2 separate regions of the Muntiacus reevesi genome follow, and region 1 is linked to region 2. Evidence: chromatin contacts called from public Hi-C data. All regions are on one chromosome and are shown on one strand. Each heading gives the region's core, a stretch centred on a gene start, on an enhancer-like site or on the middle of the called end of the contact. The rest is flanking DNA. Distances are from core to core; before and after follow the strand shown. Region 1 holds the start of CNNM2 (cyclin and CBS domain divalent metal cation transport mediator 2). Region 2 holds the start of SFXN2 (sideroflexin 2).

Evidence for each region. A called contact is a pair of places that touch in the nucleus more often than the background predicts.
Region 1: a contact with region 2 is called in a Hi-C map of muscle, with 3 times the contacts expected there. The contact joins the promoter of CNNM2 here to the promoter of SFXN2 in region 2. A contact is called at or near these places in 2 of 3 Hi-C or Micro-C datasets (blood and muscle).

What each region holds. Positions count from the first base shown.
Region 1 is chr2:146,062,176-146,068,415 of mMunRee1.1, forward strand. CNNM2 (cyclin and CBS domain divalent metal cation transport mediator 2) reads left to right here and starts at 4,053. Exons shown (of 7, transcript XM_065923238.1): 1 at 4,053-5,826. The coding sequence starts at 4,206.
Region 2 is chr2:145,866,123-145,872,593 of mMunRee1.1, forward strand. SFXN2 (sideroflexin 2) reads left to right here and starts at 1,271. Exons shown (of 12, transcript XM_065923231.1): 1 at 1,271-1,382. ARL3 (ADP ribosylation factor like GTPase 3) reads right to left here and starts at 1,102. Exons shown (of 6, transcript XM_065923229.1): 1 at 964-1,102. The coding sequence starts at 966.

The sequences.
Region 1 (6,240 bases), core at 2,803-5,302, 200 kb after region 2:
GGAAAAAGTTTCTCTATAAAACTGGAGCTTTATGTTGAGAAATCAAATGCACAGAGAGCCATTTGGTGTTCTACTTGCTATCTTTAAAATCAAACTTGAAAAGACTTCTAGGTCTGGATACAGTGCCTTCCTGTCTCTGAACCTGCAGACAGGGGAGCATATTCCTGGCAGATGAGAGAACTGAACAGGCACCTTACCCCTGGAGGACCCAGTGATGGATTCTGGCAAGAGAGGGTTAGTTAGGGAAGGTATCTGCTAGGAGATTCTGCTTTACCTAAGGAGGTGTGGAAGGTCAGAGTCAGAGCCTTCCTAGGATTAGACATCCGTAGCAACCAGTAAGCAGTCTTGAGCCTTTTGTAGCTCTTTGTGGAGATGAAACATGTTCAGAATTCAGGGTTTTATTTTTTTCTGCCAGATTTAAAAAAAAAGATCCTGAGAAGTAAGTGCTGCCCCTGCCCTCGATTCATTCAGATAGACAGACTGGGAAGCTCCTGAAGGTCAAGTTTGTATTAGCAGGCCCCTCACTAAAGAGAGGGTAGGCCAGCTGAAAAGCCTCCAAGCTTGAAGCAGGATCCTACTTGCTATGGAAAAATTACTTGACTTGGGTGTCTAGATTGCTCTGTGACTTGGGTGTACATGGAGAATGTATTTTTGTTTGTTTGCTTTTTGGCCATATAGCACATCCTGTGGGATCCTAGTTCCCTGACCAAGGATTGAACCTGGGCCCTCAGCAGTGAAGCACAGCAGAATCTGAACCACTGGACTGCCAGGGAATTCCTTCATGGAGAATATGATCCCCCCGCCCCCCGCCACCGCGTCCCCCGCATTCACATCCAGGATGAACATTAAATTCACACAGGGAATTTTTGAACTTGTGTGTAAATTTGAGCTTGCTTTGTTTTATATTGTAAATTGTCTTGCCGGGCGCTTTCTGACATTTTACTATGAACTTCTAACTTGCTGAATGCCACAGTTTCCTGACTATTCTAGTTTTCTCTGAAATGCACAGGAGATGTCTGTAGGTTTGGCAAGCCTCTCCTCAGCCTCTTCTCTGCACTTCTCTTCTCTGCACTCTTATTGCAAAAGTATGCGTTCAGCATTTAAGAGCCTGTAGTCATCTTCCCTCTTAGCTCCCTTAAGCAGACTTGTGCTCACACTTTTAATGACAGTAAACAGTTGTGTTTTTAATCAGCTCATTTAGAAGACCATATCTATCCTTAACCTTTGTCATATATTCCCCCAAAGCTCAACATTTCTTCCAAACTTTGATAATGTTATTTTTGTAAATGCATGCCAAGTCTGTGAATCAGGACTTTTAAAAAAAAATCTAAACTTGTTTTTCAGATGTACCAGTATGAGAATTGTGGGTGCGGGAAGCAGCGTCAGAAACTGAAGGGTTGGAAGGACTTTCCTGGTGGTCCAGTGGTTAAAACTGTGCTACCACTGCAGGAGGCCTGGGTTCGATTCCTGGTCAGGGAACTAAGATCCCACATGCCACATAGTTAACCCCCCCAAAACAACAAAAAACACCAAAATGAACCAAACATACCTGATGACCAAGGAACCTTCATCAGTTCAGTATCAGTTCAGTCGCTCAGTTGTGTCTGACTCTTTGCAACCCCACGAACTGCAGCACGCCAGGCTTCCCTGTTCATCACCAACTCCTGGAGTTCATCCAAACTCATGTCCATTGAGTCGGTGATGCCATCCAACCATCTCATCCTCTGTTGTCCCCTTCTCCTCCTGCCCTCAATCTTTCCCAGCATCAGCATCTTTTCAAATGAGTCAGCTCTTCACATCAGGTGGCCAAAGTACTGGTGTTTCAGCATCAGTCCTTCCAATGAACACTCAGGACTGATCTCCTTTAGGATGGACTGATTGGATCTCCTTGCAGTCCAAGGGACTCTCAAGAGTCTTCTCCAACACCACAGTTCAAAAGCATCAATTCTTTGGTGCTCAGCTTTCTTTATAGTCCAACTCTCACATCCATACACGACCACTGGAAAAACCATAGCCTTGACGAGATGGACCTTTGTTAGCAAAGTAATGTCTCTGCTTTTTAATATGCTGTCTAGGTTGGTCATAACTTTCCTTCCAAGGAGTAAGCGTCTTTTAATCTCATGGCTGCAATCACCTTCATAGCAGCTGTGAATGCAGACCTTCAGTTCTCTTCCATATAAGAGAGAAGTCAACTTTATTAAAGAAAGAAAAGAGAGAAAGAGACTGAAGGACCGGAAACTAGAGTTGGGGACATTATTTGGAGCACTCAGAATAAAAATCCTTTCATTTTTAAAAATACAAGTACTGTTTTGAGCATCTATTATTCTTCTAGGCCCTGATGATACAGCAGTGAATAAAACAGACAAAATCGTTGCCCTTAGGAAGCTTAAGTTCTAGTAGGAGACAGATACACACCAAATTAAGGAAAATACAGTAAGGATGGAGAATAGGGAGTGTTTGGTCACTGGTTTATAAAGATGGACTTGAAACAGTCTTGAAGGAGGTAGTCTAGGGTTCTCTGCTGACATCTGGGGGAAAGAGAGTCCCAGGCACAGGCAACAGCAGCATGTATACAGGCTCCCTAAGGGAGCATCCCTAGAGAGAATGAATAACCAGGAGAATCTGGCTGGAGCACCAGATGATAGGGTTATAGAAGAAAGTGGGGCGGGGTGGGGGGGACAGTAGGTCTTTTAGACCCTTGTCAATACTATAGCTGCCAGTGGCTTTTACTGTGATGAGTTGGAAAGCCAGAGTAGGGTTTCACACAAAGAAGGGACAGTGGCTTATTTAACAAAACTACTCTGGCTGGTGGGTTGAGAAGGGAAGGGGACAGGTGTAGAAGACGATAGAACAGTGAGGAGGCCCTTGCAGTTATATCTATTAGAAATTAATAAAAATTTTACAGAAAGGAAAATGTGCTTGCAGCATTAAAAAAACGGAAATAATTATTTTTGGGGGATGTTTAAGTTGCAAGAAAAAAAACCAATTTGGCAACTCTGTTTCCTCCAGATACAGAGTAGGCTTGGGAGTCCAGAGTGGGCTTGGGAGTCCTTGGTCTTCAGAATTTTTTTCTCCTGAGCCACCAATGAACCTAGCAGGGTTTGATCAGTGTGTTTAAGAATGAGACTTTATGGGTCTGCTTAGGATGTCCGCCCCCTCCCATTTCCCAGATTTTCCCGAGTGCCTACTAGGAATAGATTCCTAAGTCCTACCCATCCAGTAAGTATGGAATGGGGCCAGGGAATATATTTTTTTTCAGTAAGAAAGTGAAGGGATTCTTATAACTTGGAAGATGGGGAACTGCCAGAATACCTTTTTGGGTTTGCAGCGTACCTGGAAAGCATTGCAGGGAGCCAATGCTACCGGCAGGTGGCGCTCCCTGACCGTGAGCTGCAGAGGCCGTCTGTCCCTTAGGGATAAGCGAGCGGCTCCAGAGGAGCGCGTAGATGTGGTATTGGGCCCACCGGCCACCGCTCATCCCGAGCGGAGAGGCGCGCAGGAGTAAAGAAAAGGGGCGCATTTTAGGCTGATGTGCGTCTTGGGTCAGGAAAGCGCAGACCTCTGCACGGTCACTGAGCACGCGGGAGCCGGCAGCGTGGCGCGGCGAGAACCGGCCGCCTCGGGGCACAGGACATTGGTCCAGCGTGCCAACCTAGGGACAGGGGTACTACCGAGTCCCCCCCGGGGCGTCAGGCTCGCAGAAGGCCCCTGTGCATTGGCGGCCGGGACGGGGGGCTCCGCCCCTTTTCGTTCGGCTCTCATCTGTGACTGGCTCTTGAGCCGGGGCTGGCCACACCTCCTCCCCTCGCACATACACAAGAGTCACGCGCCTTTCAGTTGGAAACTTGGAGAGCAGAGGAGGACGCTGTCCCTCGTCTCCCCACCCACTTATCTTGCCATTGGCTCGCGGCGCCGCTCACGGCCACGCCCCCATTCCAGCCCCCTGGCTGGGAGGGCGGGCACCTGCTGGTGATTGGCTGGTCGGCCTGACTCTTGCTGCAGCCGCTGGCACTCCCCCCACCCTCTCCCCCCTCCCGCTAGCCTCGAGGTCTCGGTGCTGGCCCAGGCCGAGTCAGTGTCAGTCAGGGAGGCGGGTTGCTGAGCAGTGGGTTCGAACACAGCATTGCAATCTCGCCCCGCGGGCCGATGCCTGCGCTCGCGCCGCCGGCTGAGAAGGATGAAGCCGCAGCTGGAGCAGCCACCCTATGATTGGCTGTGGCTCTTGTGAACCCGAAGTAAAGATGGCGGGCGGGCAGGCAGCCGCCGCACTGCCCTCTTGGAAGATGGCGGCGCGCCGCAGCTTCAGCGCCCGCGGCCGGGGGGTCCTGCAGGCGGCGGCGGGGAGGCTGCTGCCATTGCTACTACTGAGCTGCTGCTGCGGCGCGGGCGGCTGCACGGCGGTGGGCGAGAACGAAGAGACGGTGATCATCGGGTTGCGGCTGGAGGACACGAACGACGTGTCGTTCATGGAAGGGGGGGCGCTGCGGGTGAGCGAGCGGACCCGGGTCAAGCTGCGGGTGTACGGGCAGAACATCAACAACGAGACATGGTCCCGCATTGCTTTCACAGAGCATGAGCGGCAGCGCCACAGCCCCGGCGAGCGCGGGCTGGGTGGACCCGCGCCGCCGGAGCCGGACAGCGGCCCCCAGCGCTGCGGCATCCGCACATCAGATATCATCATCTTGCCCCATATCATTCTCAACCGCCGTACATCGGGCATCATTGAGATAGAGATCAAACCGCTGCGTAAGATGGAGAAGAGCAAGTCCTATTACCTGTGCACGTCGCTCTCCACGCCAGCACTAGGCGCCGGCGGCTCGGGGTCCGCGGGTGGCGCCGTCGGGGGCAAGGGCGGCTCCGGGGTGGCCGGGCTCCCGCCGCCCCCGTGGGCCGAGACCACCTGGATTTATCACGATGGCGAGGACACCAAGATGATCGTGGGGGAGGAAAAGAAGTTCCTGCTGCCCTTCTGGCTGCAGGTGATCTTCATTTCGCTGCTTCTGTGCCTGTCGGGCATGTTCAGCGGCCTCAACCTTGGACTCATGGCCCTAGACCCGATGGAGCTGCGCATCGTGCAGAACTGCGGCACGGAGAAGGAGAAGAATTACGCCAAGCGCATCGAGCCCGTGCGCAGGCAGGGCAACTACCTGCTGTGCTCGCTGCTGCTGGGCAACGTGCTGGTCAACACCACGCTCACCATCCTGCTCGACGACATCGCTGGCTCAGGCCTCGTGGCGGTGGTGGTCTCCACCATCGGCATCGTCATCTTCGGGGAGATCGTGCCCCAGGCCATATGCTCCCGCCACGGCCTGGCGGTGGGAGCCAACACCATCTTCCTCACCAAGTTTTTCATGATGATGACCTTTCCCGCTTCTTACCCGGTCAGCAAGCTGCTGGACTGCGTCCTGGGCCAGGAGATAGGCACCGTCTATAACCGGGAAAAGCTGCTCGAGATGCTCCGGGTCACAGACCCCTACAACGACCTGGTGAAGGAGGAGCTGAATATCATCCAAGGCGCGCTGGAGCTCCGCACCAAGACGGTGGAGGACGTGATGACGCCCCTCCGGGACTGCTTCATGATCGCCGGGGAAGCCATTCTGGACTTCAACACCATGTCGGAGATCATGGAGAGCGGCTACACTCGGATTCCAGTGTTTGAGGGGGAACGCTCCAACATCGTGGACCTCCTCTTCGTCAAAGACTTGGCCTTCGTGGATCCGGATGACTGCACTCCCCTGAAAACCATCACGAAATTTTATAACCACCCCTTGCACTTTGTTTTCAATGACACCAAGTTGGACGCTATGCTGGAAGAATTTAAGAAAGGTGGGAAAATTTTGGTATCCTTTCATTGGCTTGCTCTTTCTCACTCCATCCTCCTCCCTACTTGAGTCCTCTTCCCTCAGACCAACCCCCCAAGGCGAGTTGACCGGAATTTCTCCTCTCTTTTAATTGTAAAGTTGAAAGGGTGGCATGGATTTGGGGGTGGATTGAACTAGTAAGCGCTTCTAGGTTCTTTGAAACAAGACTGCCCTGGCTTGCTTCCCCCTCTATCATAAAGCAGGCTTCCTATTTTCTGCGCATGGTACTCTTACCCCCTGCACTCTGGCCTTGAGAGATCTGCTGCATTCATTGCGGGATTCTGAGTGGGTAGATGAAAAAAGAGACCCGCTGATGCCATGCTGTGCCATTTGGTTGCCGTGTACTAATCTCAGGCATTTGGAGAACGTTTAAATGGCT
Region 2 (6,471 bases), core at 21-2,520:
TTTTAATACTCTCCAATTAACTGCAGAGAAATCAACAAGGAACAGTGTCAAGCGTCAAATACGTCACAAAATTTACGTATTTGGGAAAGCTTTATTCTGGCCTGAAGAGAAAAAGCTAGCCCCAAATTGATGGTCTCTTTCCCTTTTTAATCTACTCCAAACTGAGATTAAGGCCTTTGCTTCTGGTGTGGTCATATGCAAAGGAAGGTGGCAACAGGTCCGAAGTAAATACTAAGGATCCGGCAGCAAATCTGCCTCCACCAACACGTACTGAACAGGAGGCTGGCTATCACCAACAACCAGACCTTGCAGAACCCTCAGCAAATAAAAAACTCGGGACTGCAGAAGCGCGCCCGACACGCAGACACCGAGACTGCTTAAAATACACCAGACATCCCTTCCAGGCGGCACCTCTTTGTGTCCGGGGATTTACACCCTTACCCCCCAGAGGCCCTCACACCGCGAAGAACAGGAGAGCTAGGCTACCATCTCCCCTGGTACCGACAGCGCGACCTCAAAGACAGCAGCGCTGGCCCTTCTCCCCGCTTCTAGCTGGGCACTGGTGAACCCCACTTTCCTGCGGCACTGGGAGGCCGATTCCTTGGGAAGATTTAATCCTGCGTGCAGAAGCTGCTCTCCGCAGCTCCTAGGATCCGCCCTCATCCCAATCCCCAGAGTAATGATGGAGCCCTGGCTGCGTATCGCGACAACCCAGCACCCTTCCAGACCCTTCCCCTAGTTTCGGACAGGTTGCAAGTCTCGCCTTCCTCCCCAGGCCCAGATTCCCTCCAGGGCCCACACTCGGGGCTCCCTGCCGCCCCCCGAAACCAATCCAGGACCCGGACATCAAGCTGAGCGCCAGTCCGTTCCCTCCTATCTTTAAGCGCGGTGGCCTCCCTTGGGCCAGGGGGAGGGAGGCAGGTGACCGACCAGATCCAGAGGGACCCAGGCCCCCACACTCACCATCCTCCCGCCGAGTCCCTCCTCCTCCTCCTCCTGCCTCCCCCGTTACCAGGGGCAACTGCTACGGCGCCGCCCCCGACGTCCCCCGTACGCACGGCGGAGGAGCAAAGCAGCAGGACGGGGCGGGGTCCAGCTCCTCTTTCCCCAATGTGCGCAAGCGCGCCAATGTGCCCTCCCACTGCGCAGGCGGGCTGCTGGAGCGGCCGGAGAAGGCGGCAGGCTGCAGAGACCTGGGGAATGGTGAAACCTCGCCCACGTGGCTGGCGGGGGCCACCCGGCTCGTGATTGGCCCAGAGGGAGGGCGTGAGGGCGGGGCGAGGGGAGGTTCCCGGGCGGAGGCCAGAAGTGCATCCTGGCCTGGCTGCCAAAGCGCGCTGCTTCTGGAAGCAGCTGTGTCAGTGCGTTTCTCCCGGGACCAGGTAAGGATCTTGAGAGGAGGCCTCCTGCAACATCTACCTGTGCCAGGTTTTATTCCCTACATCCCAGGAGGGAGTTTGCGTTTCTGTCCTGACTCTGCCCAGGCGAGCCTGCAGCGCGGGCTGGGCTTCCACCTGCCAAAGCCACGTGGCAAGAGAAGGAGCTACCTGTGGACCTCTTTATGGTCTCCAGTACCTTCGTGTGCCAGGCTGAGGAACGGGGGCGTCATGGGTTGCGCACCCGTCTCCACACATCTGTGTTAGAATCCGGGCTGGAGGAGTCCTCGTGGTGGGAGGCTGCCTACAGGAGGGCAAGAAGCTGCCTGAGGACTGGCCGTGAGGGCTGGGATGAGCTGATCGCTTACGGGGGTGAAAGGCGTTTGGGATGGATGGCTTTGCTGAACTAAGTTGGGTCGGCGCGCCGCCTGCAGCCCTGAAGGAGGCAAAAATGGGCCTCCACTTCTAGGCAAGAAAGAGTGAGATTCTGGGTGCTATTTCCCACCCCTTCCCCGTGCAGAGGACAGGAAGAAGAGTTACCATATTTGTGCCAGGTCCTAGTCTAGACTCTGGAGACACAGCAGGGAGCTCAATCTGCCCTCATGGAAGTTACATCCTTCCTAGTGAGATGCTTTTCATACAAGATTTCATTTCATTCTCACAGCCCTAGAAATTGGTTATTTAAAGGGTTAAGAGTGAGGACTTGAATCCAGTACTTTCTGACACTTGAGGAATTATTATTTTTGGCCGCTCCTTGCGTGGCATGTGGGGATCTTTGCTCCCCAACCAGGGATTGAACCTGTGCCGTTGCAGTGGAAGCAGTCTTAACCACTGGAATGCCTGGAAAATCCCTGGGCTTAGCTATTGTTAATAGTTTCCTCCAGATTTGGGGCTTTGCTGCTTTTAAGACCAGCAGGTTTTCAGCCTAGTTAAGATCGTTGTAATGAAGGCAGATTTTCCCTGAATGGTTCTTAACAATTTATGTATTCAAGTCAAGTTTCCACCTATCTCTAGCTTGCTGGTTCTTCTGTGAAAAAGGCAAAGCAGATTTCTCTTCCGAAATTGCTTGGAGTCTAACATCATGGCTGCCAGGGAGTCATTTGATTGTACATAGGCATATACTACCAGGGTCTGCTGGTTTAATTATTAGTCTCATTCTCCGAGTTGAGCTAGGTAGCCTTGACACCAGCCCTTGACATCTCAGTGGACTTTGTGTTTGAACTGCTTGAGTCTTGGACTGCCTTGATCTTCCTCTGATGGGAGTACCAGCGATAATGTTTTGTTTTTTTCCCCTAGTAGGGGATTCAAATAGGAGATCTTGGGTGCTTCCCCGCCCTTGCAAAAGGACACTCTAGAAGAATTTGGAAAGCCTGTTTCCCAAATTCTGGTACTGTCTGCTTGAGAAAATCAGCTCTCCCTGGAAGGACGAGCATTGCTTAAGGAGAGTTAGTAGGTTATATAATTTTTAAAATATTTTCCCTTCTTCCCTCCTTTTCTCTCTTGAGACAAGCACCTTTCAATGGATAAGAGGACCCATCTAGGTGACTCTAAGCCTTGTGACTTTGTGGTCTCTCTCTCTCTTTTTTTTGTCCACTCTGCACTGCCCCCTTGGCAGTGAAGGGTGGAGTCCTAACCGTTGGACCGTCAAGGAATTCCTGTCTAAGGTTTATAACCTTGGGAAAATACAGCCCTAGCTGTTATCAGATTTTTGGATAAATAAGACTACATCTGTTTCCTGCTCACATTTGTATCTGCCACAGTGCAGGACCATGTGTGCCATAAACGCTCACCACGCTAGCTCAATGTGTGGGAACCTCCTTGGCATCAGTTTCTTCATCTGTAAGCTGAGATCTTGGATCCCTAATGTTTTTGAGCTGTGACATTCTCTAATCCTGGAAGGAAAGGGAAGTATTGGTCAGTCACCTGTTTGATTTCCACCTCTCCCCCATTCCCTGTAGTGGAACCCTGGATATCATAGTCACCTTTTTAGGAAGTATTAGATATGGCTTGTGTAGAAAGATGGAGCGTGGACTGCTGAAAACTCAGCGACCAGTAGGACTCAGTATAGGAGGGGTAGACAGTTTGCAGCTTCATGAAACAAAGTCTGTTCTTACTTTTGTAACAAAGGCAGGTTCTGAGTTTGACAAAAAAAGAAAAGATGTGGGGGACATCCTTGATGTCTGGAGAACCCAAGAATAAGTCGGAATGCATTCCGTGCAGGCAGTAAGTGTTTTTAGAGGGCAGATGAGGACTATAGCATGCACCTTACGTCTGTCAGGGGAGGCAGATTTTACACTAATAAAAAGCAAGAAAGTGACAATTACAAAAGTCCCTCGTGCTGCACATGAGGACAAGATACTATGGGATTATGTAACCGAAGGGCTTGAGTTTGCCCTGAAGGAATCACAGAACTGTCCCCTTGGGGGCCAGTGGAATGGGAAAAAATGTTAAGACATAGAATTTAGATTTTTTTTCCTTTTATGTTTTACGTAAGACAGAACAAGGATGTTCCTTGGTAATGAAGGCAAAGATTCTTGCATGACTTAGCAAATGATTACCCCTTCATGGTAGAAGTGCTTTCACTGTGAAAGAAAGAGGATTTTCCAATGTTGGATTGTTCAGTTGAGAGTGGAGAGGAATGGCCGAGAAGTGTGTGTGTTGTGTGTGTGTGTGTGTGTGTGTTGAAGGGGAGGCATAACACTGGAACTGTCTCCATCTGGTGCAAGTGTGGGGCTCTATAAGCCAAGGCTTACTGTTTTTCCTTCCTCTAGAATAAAGGGGAACTCTTTCCTCCTCCTGGCTTCAGCTGGGACTGGGTGAAATGCCTTTGGTCTTTGGACCAGCCCCCCTGCAGGAGCCACGTCAGCCTGTCCTTAAAGCACAGAGCCTGGATCTTCTCCTGGGCTCTGGTAGGTGTGAGAGGGGGACGTGTCCCCCACCTTAACAGTCTAAAAGTTGATGTCTGCTTTCGCTCTACCTCTTCTGTTGGATGCTTCTGCCTGCTCCCTCTCTAGTTATGCTCAGATTTTTGATGGGTTACCTCTTAAATATAGTGGTCTTCCTGGGTATTTCCTTGGATCACTGTTCTTCCCAGTCTACATTTTCTCGTTTGAAAACTTTATCTTAAACCACCCCCATGTTGCTCCCTCCCTGTTTTACTTCTAACCCTGGTCTCCGTTCTGGGTTTTAAGCCTAAATAGCCAATTGCTGACTGACTGGACCTCTTCTTTAGCAAATACTCGAGTTGCTTTGCTGGGCATTGAGGCAATGGTGGTGAGCAACATGGACACGACTCCTGGCTTTAAGGAGCTAATGGCCTAGTGGGGGACGGTGGGCATTAATTCAGGTAAAACCAGACTATCACACATGGCATGACTCTGAAGGACAAGTACAGAGCCAGGAGCTCGTGGCAGTGCATGCGAGGGAGGAAGGGCTCCTTCAGAGACTTTTCTGAGCAAAGGTTTCAACCAAGATCTGAGGGGTGGGTAGGTGCTTGTCATTCACACTCTCTGCAGAGCAAAAGGCTACTTTTGGAGGAGGGCAGGGGAGTCCTTGAGATTACTTGCTAATGCACCTTCTTTTAAGGCTGCTATTTATTCTGAGGTGACTTTGCTGTAACTTCCCTTGCAGCTGTAATAACCCATGGGTCTTTACTGAGGTAGTGTCTTGAGTGGAAGTTCCCTTTCATTCTATTATATAATATAAAACATTTATTCTTTATTAGGTCTATGGCTTCCGTCAGCAATATGTTTCCTTTCTCTAATGGGAAATCCTGGCTTTGTTTGCTCAAGTTTGTGAGTGCCTTGGATCTACATGATTGTATAACTCAAGAAGATTGCCTTTATTTTTTGATTACTTTCTTTTGGCCACACTACGTGGCATGCGGGATCTGGGTTCTCCAACCAAGGATCGAACTTGCACCCCCTGCAGTGGAAGTGTGATCTTAAACTGGACCACCAGGGAAGTCCACCTCACTTTTTTTTAAAAAAAACATGTTAACCACTATCATTTTCACTTTATATACTTTGGCACAGAATTATTACAAAAGTTACTTCTGTAACTTAAAGTTTTCAGAATGAGAAAAACAAATGGCCAAAAACATGCATAGATGCTTAATCTCATTAAGAATCAAGAAAATACAATTTAGGAGCTTCTCTGATGGTCCAGTGGTTTAGATTCTGTACTTCCACTGCAGGGGGCACAGGTTCGATTCCTAGTAAGGGAACTAAGATCCAACATGTTACACAGTGCTGCCAAAAAATTTTTTTTAAATACATTTTAAAAAGAAATATAAATGAAAATAACAATATTATTTCTGCCCATCATATTGGAAAGGAAGAAAAGATTTATTTATCCATTTTGGTAAAAGTTTGACTAAAGGAGCATTATCATATACAACTGGTGGAAAAATCAATTTGAATTATATTTATAAAGATTTCATTTAAAACATGTACGTCCTTTGATCCAGCAATTTCACTTCTAGAAATCTATCTTAAAGGTATAGTTGTGGCATTTCCATGATGGTCCAGTGGTTAAGACTACACTTCCAATTCAGGGGGCGCAGATTTGATCCCTGGTTGGGGAGGGAACTAAGGGGTTTCCCAGGGGGTGCTAGTGGTAAAGAACCTGCCTGCCAGTGCAGGAGACATAAGAGATGCGGATTTGATCCCTGGGTCGGGAAGACTCCCTGGAGGAGGGCATGGCAACCCATTCAGTATTCTTACCTGGAGAGTCCCGCAGACAGAGGAGCCTGGTGGGTTACAGGTCATGGGGTTTGCAAAGAGTCAGACATGACTGAAGCAACTTAGCATGTACACCAGGGAACTAAGTTCCCACATGATGCAGTCAAAAAAAAAAAAAAAAAAAGATATAGTTGCCATATACACAAAGTAATGTGTATAAGGATACTCTCAGCAGTGAAAAATTGAGAATAACCCAAATGTCTACCAAAGGATGAAATTAAGGCACATGGAATAGTATGTAATAATTAAAGAGTGAGATGGAGCTGTATATATAAAATGGGGAATTCTCTAAGATGTGAAGCAAAAAAATAAGTTGTGTATCAGTGCCAGTTAGTTTATTGCTCCTTAGCTCC